Linked DNA regions of Sus scrofa: all the other regions are linked to region 2. The links are chromatin contacts, called in public Hi-C and promoter capture Hi-C maps. All regions are on one chromosome and are shown on one strand. The core of a region is the stretch at or near the end of the contact, and the rest is flanking DNA. Distances in the headings are between cores, read along the strand shown.

Region 1 (3,392 bases), core at 271-2,770, 210 kb before region 2:
CCCAGGGCATGGCTCCCACCCTGCAGCTGATGGGACATCTGTATCTGTTCAGTGCTAGGAGTGCCACAGAGCACACGGGCTGCCAGGGTGACAACCTAATCCAAGGTTAGTAGAGGATGTGTGGAGGAAGGTACATAGTTAACACAATCACTGGCAAGGTAGATACCCTCAGAGAAAAGAGAAATTTCCATTTCACTCCTAAAAGAATCTTTAAAGCCAAAACTCAAATCAAAGAGCAAAGTATAATAACTTCCTCTGGGAAAATTTATAATTAATCCTGGATTAATTGGCCTTAATGAAGTTGAATTAATTACTAGCTGTTTGTAAAGAACTTTGAACTACTTTAGTACAAAATGGCATTAAAGAAACAGAAAGGAACATTAAGTACAAATCCCAAATAATCATAGTTCTGCAGGCAGTTCCCTGTCAATCATTTCTCAGTGCCTGGGGTCCAGGTTTACAATCCAGGCTGCGACCCAGGAGTCTGCTGCAGAGGAGAGTGTCTTTGTGGGCTGGAGGTTCAGGGGTGGGTCCACTCAAGAAACAGTTATGGAGCCTTTGCATGTACCAGGCTGAGGGCAAGCAAAGACATGTAAGGGGTCCTCAGTGGGCTAGGACGGGTAGAGTGCCAGAGCACCAGCCTGATCTAAAGCAAACTTGCCTCACTGGGATAGAAGCCAGGATAGAGACAAAGGACACAGGAGGGGCTTGATGTGACCTGCATTTTGCTGGCAAAAGTGCCCCAGTTCCTACAGGGCATTCCCCTGCAACCTTGGAGTGAGCTTATGACTCACACCTGCCCAGCCAGGCTCTCTATTTCTCTGCTTGGTGCAGGGGCACAGCCAACCCCAACTACAGTCTTCATCTGGCTGAGTTTCAGACAACCCAGAGTTGCCATCTCCTTGGCACTTGTGGAGACAGGGCTGGACTCAACGGGAGGCTCATGCCCAGGTTGCTGCTGGGGTAGGACCTGGCTTGGAGCCAGCGGCTATGGGAGGTGGAGGCAGGAAGACCCACCTGGTGTTAAAGCCCCAGCCCTGCTGCTGGCCAGCGCTTAGGTATAAGTCAGGGCAGGTAGACAGCCCCAAGTCTCATGGCTCAACAAAGCATGTGTTCCTCAGATTTCATATGGAAACGCTCTCTCCTCTCGGAAATCGAGAAGATGAGGCAATGTTCAGCTCGCATTCTCGCCCACTTTCCCTTGGCTGAAGCTGAGCAGGGGCTCCCGGGTCTACACAGGACATAGCCTGCTGACGCCTCTCCTGTGAGGCACCTGCCTGGCCAGTGCAAGCATTTAAAGCTGTGATCCCTGTTGCTGACGGGGAGACACTTTTTATGGATAACACTTGAAAAGCGTGAGATTCGTGGGCTCTCCCCCGCGCGCACGCACCTTACACACGGCCTGGAGCTGTGCGGGACGCCATTGACCCGGGTGCGTGTTGCCGCGTCGGGAAAACAGCCGTCCTTTCCCGGCGGCCCTCCCCAGTTTTTTCCACGCGGGCTCTTCTGAGCCGCGCGCCTCAGCTTCGCCACCAGCCGCCTCCCCGGCTCCAGTCCTGCCGCCTGGGCTCTACTTTCCCGGGGGCTTCTCGTGCGAGCAGCGGTCGGTTCGGCTTTCGGTCCCTGTTTGTCGCCCCCCACCCCCGCCCACGTGGTGCGGGGAGAGCGCCGTCCCCGCGAGGCCCTGAGAATGAACGAGTGGAAGTGAGACCGCGGAGACTGAGCGAGAGGCGGACGGCGCCTCAAGCTCTGGGCTCCCCGGCTTCGGGCGGCGGACGGCGGGCGGAAGCTTCGGCGCCGGAACATACGAGCGGGGCGCGGGCGGCGGGGGTCGGCTTAGCTGGCGGACCGCGGCGGCGGCATGGCGGGCCGGCGGGTGAACGTGAACGTGGGCGTCCTGGGCCACATTGACAGCGGCAAGACCGCGCTGGCGCGAGCGCTCAGCACAACAGCCTCCACCGCGGCCTTCGACAAGCAGCCGCAGAGCCGCGAGCGCGGCATCACGCTCGACCTGGGCTTCTCGTGCTTCTCGGTGCCACTGCCCGAGCGCCTGAGGCCGGCGCCGCCGGGGACCGAGCCCGAGTCCGGGGCCGAGCTGCAGATCACGCTGGTCGACTGCCCCGGGCACGCCTCCCTCATCCGGACCATCATCGGCGGTGAGCACAGACGGCGGGGGCGCCTTGCCGGGCGGGGGGCGCGGCGCGGGAGCCCCTCGCACCACCCCAGCAGGAGGGGCCTCTCTAGAAACAGCGAAAGTGTTTCGTTTGTACCACATGTGTTTGTAATACACGCACGAGTTAGGGCAACTCAGGACCACAGAAAGTGCCCAGAAGGTCTCCATTCACTGCCCCCAGTCTCCTGCTTTCCCGGTCTGGGTGCCAGTCTTAGGGACTCCGTGTGAAGACAGGCAGGCCCGTGTATAAGTCAACCCCTCCTCTTGTTCTTATTTATTTTTTTTAACAGAATAGTTAACACCACTTACACTGTTTCACTCAATACTCGGGGTATCTTATCTGTACATATAAAGAGACATCATTCTTTTTAAAGGTCACATGAATTTCCATTGTACACTTGTACCATCTTTTTCTTAATCTTTTAAAAATTTTTTTATTTTTTCCATTATAACTGGTTTACAGTGTTCTGTCAATTTTCTACTGTACGCAAGGTGACCCAGTTACACATACATGTATACATTCTTTTTTCTCACATTATCGTGCTCCATCGTAAGTGACTAGATAGAGTTCCGAGTGCTATACATCAGGATCTCTTTGCTCTTAATCTCTTCATGATGGGCATTTATGTCATTTCCTGTTTCTGGTAAGAAAGCTTCAGCAAGTTTTCTAGAACAAATGTCTCTGGTGGGTGTGCTTATGTGTCTGGAAGGATAGCTCCTGCAGCTGAGATGCTGGGGGGGGGGTGCCTTCTGAGATGTATCATTTAGTTAATTTAAAATATACTGGTGGTACATGAATAAATTCTACTTGTGAAGAAAGAACATTACAAACCAGGTAAGGGTCCTCAGTTACTCCTCCCATCTCTCCAAAAGCAGCCACTAGTATACCTTTGTGGATTACTTTGTGGACAGAGCTTTAAAACTTGTTTTGTTTACTAAAAAATGGTAGAATAACAGAAGCACATGGCAGTAAGAGAGTATAGGTCAGAGACTTTAACTCCTCACCGCCACCCCAGGAACCAAGTACCTCCCTGCTTTCCATTTCCTTCTGTTTCTTCCAGCAGTGTTCTCTGCACCTTCAGGCTCCTGTGGGATGTGTCTTGATCAGATGGTTCTATCGGCCTGCCAGTCGATGGCTGCACCCATGGCTGGGCATAGTGGGTCCAGCTGTAGTACTTTCACCTTGTCACCTCCCATGTGGTCACGCTGCGGGCCGTGT
Region 2 (3,255 bases), core at 513-3,012:
CTGCCTCCCCCACCCCCACCCCCTGCCCCTGGGTACACGGAGAGGGGGCCTCCAGGGCCTCCAGCAGCTGAAGGGTGCAGTGGCGTCTTGGAGAAGGGGTTGACGGTCCAGGGGTTGTGATGGTGTGCTGCAGCAGCCGAGAGGGCTGCTTTACCCCCATCCAGCCAGGGCAGCCCTGGGCTGTGCAACAAGTGTGGGCGGCACATCTGGCCTCCGGTCAGGCGGGCTGCGGGGGGCAGGGAGAGGGGTCAGGGTGTGTGCAGGCTGGGCCCAGCCCGACCCAGCTACCCAGGGCCACAACTCACAACAACCAAGTAACCCCCTCCCAAAGAAAACCAGAAACACAACACCCCAACCGGCAATAATCAGGAATGTCAGTCCAGAGCTGAAGGACAAGTGGCACAGAAGGACCCCCCTGGACAAGGCCTGGAGGGGACTTCAATAGGCCAGCTGGAAATGGGCAGAAACCTTACGGAGCCCAGACCCTCCCAAGAGGCCGATGCCCTCTCCTTTCCCGCCTTGATTTCTCAGCTCCTCCAATTCCTGCAGATCCCACATCCGGGAAGTAGGCAGCCGGGCCCTCCTCCCCACTCGCTCCGGGAGCGAGAGCGCAGCGCCTGGGCTCCTAGTCACCCAGGGGCCCTGGGCTCACCGTGAGCGGGGCTGTAGGAGACACGCGCCCGCGCGTGGGCCGGGTTGGCGTAGTAGGGGTTGCCCTGCGAGTCGAGGTGGTTGAAGAAGACGTCCACCTCGTCGGGAGGCAGCAGCTGCGCGGGCTCCATGTAGTTGTGCGCCAGGCCCGGGTGGTGCGAGTCGGGGTGCTGCGCATTCAGCACGGCGGGGTGCGCCATCCAGCGCGGCTGCTCGGGCGCCACCTCCATGGCCGGCGGCGGAGGATCGGGATCTGGGCGGAGGCGGTGGCAGCGTCCCTGCGCGATGAAAGGGGCGTGAGGGGCGCCACCACGGCCCAACACCCCTAAAGTCCCGCCACGCGGCGTCGTGAGCGCGGCTGAGCCTCAGCCACGGACCAGTCCTGGGTGGGAGGAAAGCCCAAAGCTCAAAACGAAAGGAGGACAGGGGAACCGGTTGAGCCACGCACACATGGTGACCCGGCTCCCAGAACCACACACTTGTGCGCACGGGGTCACACGCAGGAACAAGCACTGACACCAGTGACCCAAACAAACGCACATAGAGTAGCACTTTACTCAGACACGCCGCCACCACCATCCGCTCCGTCCCTGTACATAAACAGGCTAGAAGTTGAAGGCAGGCACCCACGCACCCATGAGTGGCACAAGATGCCAGCAACACGCGCAGAGCTACACTTGGCGCCGATACACAGACTGACCTCGCCCCTCCCCCCAAAAAACGCACGCAGCCCCACCAGCCAAGAGAGAGCCACCCCGCGCAATCCCCGGCAACACAATCGGGACCTCTCACCCAGGCACACCAAAGCAGTCACCCTCAGCCGCCCCGGCCCAGGCCCCCGTAATGACCTCTCAGGACCCCGGCGCGCCCAGGCCACCGGCCAGCTCTCGAACCCCAAACTTACGCAGCGGCAGCGCCGCAGGGAGGGGGGCGCGGCCTCAGAGCCGGCAGCACCTACGGGAGCCGGGTGGGGGGGACTGAGGGCTCAGGGACAGTGCGTCGGGCGGCTGGCGGGGCTCACAGGGTGTGAGCTAGGGGCAGCACGCGCCTCGGCCTCAGGCCCGCCCGGCTCCGGCCCCTCGGCATCCTCCGGCCGCCCTGGCGCCAGCTCGCGACTCCTGCACAGACATGAAGCGGGGGCCGCTCACGCCTAAGAAGCCGGCGCCAGCCAATCAGCGCCGCGCGCCGCCCAGCCTCCGCCCCCCATTGGCTGAGCCCGCAACTCCCGGTCCGCCGGACTCCAGGACTGACCCGCGAGCCTGCCCCCCTGCGCCTGCCGGCCCCCTCCCCGCGCCCTCCGGGCGGCCCCTACTGCCGACGCGCTCCCCTCCGGGACCAGCACCCCGCAGGCCAACCGCTGTTCCCCCTCTTGCGGACACTCCTGGTTCCTCTAACCTCTGGACTCTCTTCCCAGTAACTAACCTCTTACTGGACCTCCTCCCCGGGAGCCTAGGCTGCGCACCCTCTGGGTGTTTGAAGTCCTCTCCCCAGAACCCCAGACCGCCCACTCTCTCGGATCCCACCTCCTTTACCACTGAACGTGGCCACGGGAGTCCAACTACCTACCCGGACTGTTCCCTCCGCCAACTCGGGCGCTAGCCGGGTGAGGGACTGGGTGGATAGCTGCAGGACAACAGGGGCGGTGAGGGGCAGAAATTACAGAGCCTCCGTGGGCACCTGGGCCTCGAACCAGAGGCCATTTAGGACTGCTTGACCTGGTGGAGGTGGCCTGGCTGGCGACTCTTGAGAGGGGGAGGGGGCGTCCCCTTCCCGGGCGTGGCCTTTCGCAGACCAACGGGCCGAACTGCCTGGGGCGAGGCCGTGGAGACCCGGACTGGCGCCAGCGCCGGCTCGAAGGAGACGCCTCCGGGCAGGAGGAGGCTTTTTTTTTTTTTTTTTCCCCTCTCCTCTTGGGGTGGGGGGAGTCCTTAAGGCGGCCCCCGGAGAGATGGAGATGGTGGTCTGAGAACTCCATTCCCTAAGTCACCTGGAACTGCTCTCCACAAGCTCCAGCCCAGAGATCCAGCTCTGGGTGAAGTGGGCCGGCTGCACTAATCTCTTTGCTCTCTCCCATTGTACAGACGGAGGACACCGAGGCTCGAAGGGAGCCTGTAGCCCAGGAGGGGTGTTAGAAACAAAGAAATTTGGGGGCACTGAGACAGGTGCGGGGGTGGGGCGGTAACAGGGAGTAATCGACATCCTCCAGCCCTCTCCCCTCGGGTCCACTGCTCTCGGGATAGAAGCCCAGAGGGATCCTGGATGGGTCCGAAGCAGGAGGAAGGGCAGGGGTCCTGGCCACCCCAGGGACGGTGGGGGGAGGGGCAGCAGGATTGACAGTCGGTAATTGGGTAACTGGAGGCGGCTTCTCCGGCCGGGCAGCCCCGCCACCGCGACGCCGGGCCCCTGACGTCACCCGATTCGCCAGGAAATGAACTTTTTAATAATCCGAGGAGGGAGGAAAGCCCTCGGTCCCCTCAGCTCGGGGGGCACCCGGCCAGGCCCAGCTCCGCCTGCGCGCCCCGGTCACCCTCTCCCAAGGCCAGCTCTGGGCAGTGGCCGGGGTTGGGGGCCTCCTCCTGCCTCTGCGACCGGCTATCTGTTCGT
Region 3 (3,566 bases), core at 660-3,159, 250 kb before region 2:
TGACTGACCTCAAGCGTTCTGTCTCACCTCCTAAGAGCCCAGAGGCCCAAACCTGGGTGGGTGGGGAAGAGCTGACCCCACAGGGCTGCTGGCCGTGCACACCTCGGGGGCACCAGCCACACACACACACACACACACACACACACACACACAAACGCGCACTCAAACACGCGCGTGCGTGCGCACCTTGGGCCTTGTGTCCACACTGACTGGAAGGTAGCTGGTACCCAAGGTGTGCGCTGGGGCAGCCCAGCTCCTGTCCCCCCAGCCCCCCCAAAAGCTGCCCAGGGCCCCTCAGGGGCGTCTAACTTTCCTGTCCAGCATGGCCACCTCCTATAAGCACTCAGGCAAGAAGAGACACTATTTGCTTGATAAATACCAAGTTTAAATAAATCAACAAAGCTACTTTTAAAGATTTACCAGCCCTCAGAACATCACTGGGAGATATCTCATCTGTCAAAAGAGCCCGGCGCTTGTTGCAGTCTGCAGATCCTGGTGAAGCTGGAGGGGACGCGGGCTGGTGTGGGGACACTGTAGCACAAGTGGCACCAGGATCCTGCAGGCACCCGAGCTGAGTGATAAGGGGCAGCAGGATAATGATGTTGTGTGTTGTGGAGCTGAGATAACTCGAGGACTTCGAGCCTCATATAATACAGGAATTTTTCACTTTGGCAGCTTCGTAAACAAGATATCAAGAAGCCCTTGTTTAAATTAAAGCCATAAAAACACACCCAGGGTAGAGGCATAGAAGTGGGAAAGACTGAGCCCCCAGCTAAAGCCTCACCAGGAAGCAGGACCAGAGGTTCAGGAGGTGGATATATGTCAAGTGGGCCTTGTGTCCACACTGACTGGAAGGCAGAGGACCCGAGGGCAGGAGCAGAGGGGTACAGAGGTTAGTGTCTGGAGACTCTGGGTTCCAGTGTGGCAGCTTCTGTCAGCATGAAAGGCCCTGCTCAGCAGGAACCAAGTCCAAAGATGTGAGTAGGCTGGAAGGTGTTTAGGCCAGCACATGCCAAGGGGGAATGTCCCCTCTGCTGCAATCAACCGTGCTGCCAGAGGCCAGGGGCTGGCAAGAAAGTCTTTCATTTTGTCAAGAGAGGCTCAGAACTCAGATTTTTATATGAAATTTCGATTGCTAAATGTTGTCAATTTGTTTAAATATTTCACAAAAACATTGCACTAGCCACATCAAACTTATCTGTTCAGCCAACAGGCTGCCAGGTGTGACCTCTGTCAAAAAAAAAAGTCTTAGTTTGTACATGTATTTATCCACTGTCTGGGGTCTGAAGTGAAGAACAGCTGAGCAGAGCAGTTGCTGGATGGGCACGAGGACAGCAGGGACAGGAGCAGAGGGGGAGGCTGTAGCCCCAGGACTCCCCTCCGGCCACGACAGTCTGAGCTGGGCAGCTCTGTGTCCCCTCTCCGACAGCTCAGACTGCCAGGAAAAGCCCCCTCGGGGCCTTGGGGAACTCAGTGAGATGCTAATATTGGGTCCTGGTGCCTGGTCCAGGGACAGCTTCAGCCGAGCCTCCGGCCCTCGAAGGCTGCACTGAAATGGAGGCTCAGCTTCAGGAGTGCAGAGATGCTGGGCTCTCACTTTCTGGAGCGTCAGAGCAATCCCCAAGCTCCTGTCTCAGACTGCTCAGAAACGGACAGTTCATAAATTAGATCTTTAATCATTTAATAACCTGCAGGGATAGTTTATGAGGGTGTCGGCACTGATGGCAGTGTACACAAGTTATATTTACTTTGTTTTTTAAAAAATCCACCCCGGATTCCAGCAAAAATGCTAAGGTTGTCCCTTGAACAGCACAAAGCCATGTGTGTCCTGGCAGCTGGTGTGTCCTCTGCTAATCAGAGAGAAAGCCTAAGAGGCTGAGAAGAGGCCTGACTCCTGGCTGACCCTCCACACTTTGCAGCACAGAGTACATCCACGAAGCTGGGACAGCTGCTCTGGGTTGAATGGAGGTGGCAGGGGTGCACTTTCTCGAGCCAAGTCCCAGCTCTGCAGCTTATTTTGTGACCATCAGTTTTGAACCCTGGTTCCTAAAAGCTGCTCGTAAGGACCCCAGCGGGTGTCTGTGAATAGCAGTGGGAAGGGATGGTGCCACCCCCTCCCTGAATCATCATTACCATCTCTCGACAGTCTTGAAAGGAGGGAGCACATCTTGCTGGGGTACCTGAAGGGTCACTCAGCCACAAAGCACTGCGGGTATGCGGGCAGCCCAGGCAGCACACAGGGCTCCAGTGCCCACAGCCAGGGTGGGGAGGGAGCAATGTCTCCTAGCTTTTGCTTCTGCTCCTGGTCAACAACTGCCTTGGCTTCAACCTAGCACCCACCCGAGAGCAAGAGACAGTGATCTGGCGACAAGGCCTTAGCCATGGACACTGTCTACCAAGGAACGCCCCCCCACCCAGCTAATACTCTGATCACTAACTGCATCGGTGTCCCACCCCTGCTGGTAAAGGGGAGAGCCTGGCTCCAGGCACCATCAACACTCCTAGGTGCTGAGCGATAAGCCACGCCAGCAGGGCCAGGCAGGCAGGCCACAGGAAGGCAGGGGGGGCTGCTCGGGAAGACCCAGGAGAGGCCCCCTGACCTCCAAAAAGGGAAGCTTGCTGACCAATTACTAGAGGGACTCCACCCACAGCTGAGGTATTTCTAGCAGGGAGGAGGCTGGTAGCAAAGAAACCAAGACTACGGGCTTTAGGGTCAGATGGCCTGGATTCCAGTTATCAGTCCTGCCACTGTTGAGCTGTATGAACCTGGGCAAGTAAACCAGCCTATGTCTCGGGGTCCTATAGAAGAGCAATGATAATAGTTTTCTCCGACTTGTGGTGTCAGGGACCAAATGACTCAGTACAATGTCCAACCAGGAGAGCCTATACTCCTGAGAAAGTCAGACAGAGCTCACCAAGATGTCAGTGCAGCCCTGGGCCACCTTGCCTCAGCCACATGCTGAACTCACCTACGTCCCCCAACAAAACAGTGCTGGGGTGAGGGTGGGCAGAGCAGATGGCTGGGCTCAGCAGGGTACAACCTGGCTTTGTGTCTTAGACTCAGTGACTCAGCAATTAAAATGGCAAATAACTGGCTGGAAGCACCAGAAGGGGACTGGGGATTCCCAGGGTGCTGAGGCACTGTGTGGCACAGTTGCTGCTCCATCTCCAGATCAAGCAAGAGGTGAGTGTGCAGGGAGAATTGGGACTGTGCCCCTTGGGATAAGGCCAATCTCAGGCATCCCTGTCATCTCCCACTGTGAAGCCCAACCCAAGTTGAACTCATGCAGAACTGAGCATGCACTATGCCGGGCACTGAGCTAAGTGCTGTGTGCCTCCTTCACGTCTCTTACTGTAAGGTTAGTTTTATGCCTTCCATTCCACCTGCCCTCTACGCCTATGAGGCTGCTTCACTACACCCCTAGGGCTTCAGCAGCAGCCCCAGGAAACCCTCCACTGTGACCCTGTCACAGCAGATGGGCTTTGCCAGGATTCAGGTTCTGTACCTTCCAGAGCTGACCTGCCATGGGTTCCAGTGGACCAGAATGCCTGGCTTTGCCCCTGGG

Evidence for each region. Promoter capture Hi-C pulls out the DNA fragments that hold promoters and counts their contacts. Hi-C and Micro-C count contacts between places; a contact is called where the count stands out from the background.
Region 1: a contact with region 2 is called in a promoter capture Hi-C map of fetal liver, with 2.7 times the contacts expected there. The contact joins the promoter of RUVBL1 here to the promoter of GATA2 in region 2. A contact is called at or near these places in 1 of 5 promoter capture datasets (fetal liver), 11 of 47 Hi-C or Micro-C datasets (brain, embryonic fibroblasts, epiblast stem cells and 7 more) and 2 of 2 datasets of contacts at active chromatin or transcription factors (alveolar macrophages and skeletal muscle).
Region 3: a Hi-C map of fetal liver shows a contact between it and region 2, with 1.5 times the contacts expected there. The contact joins the enhancer-like site here to the promoter of GATA2 in region 2. A contact is called at or near these places in 2 of 5 promoter capture datasets (fetal liver and liver) and 11 of 47 Hi-C or Micro-C datasets (alveolar macrophages, blood, embryonic fibroblasts and 7 more).

The regions. Positions count from the first base shown.
Region 1 is chr13:72,194,347-72,197,738 of Sscrofa11.1, reverse strand. It overlaps RUVBL1 (ruvB-like 1), which reads right to left and starts at 1,520. Exons shown (of 11, transcript XM_021069443.1): 1 at 1,391-1,520. EEFSEC (selenocysteine-specific elongation factor) reads left to right here and starts at 1,394. Exons shown (of 7, transcript XM_021069440.1): 1 at 1,394-2,156. The coding sequence starts at 1,862.
Region 2 is chr13:71,987,847-71,991,101 of Sscrofa11.1, reverse strand. GATA2 (GATA binding protein 2) reads right to left here and starts at 1,762. Exons shown (of 6, transcript NM_213879.1): 1 at 1,556-1,762; 2 at 653-929; 3 at 1-226. The coding sequence starts at 881. LOC102160340 (a long non-coding RNA gene) reads left to right here and starts at 2,551. Exons shown (of 3, transcript XR_306929.3): 1 at 2,551-3,255.
Region 3 is chr13:72,241,309-72,244,874 of Sscrofa11.1, reverse strand. All of the region lies in intron 9 of RUVBL1 (ruvB-like 1), which reads right to left. Among named protein-coding and RNA genes, the nearest start is that of SEC61A1, 27 kb to the left of the region's middle. Within about 2 kb of position 1,909, at least 9 of the 83 cell types and tissues checked have an H3K27ac peak or open chromatin away from gene starts, as enhancers often do. A contact at or near this core is called in fetal liver, where this site is marked.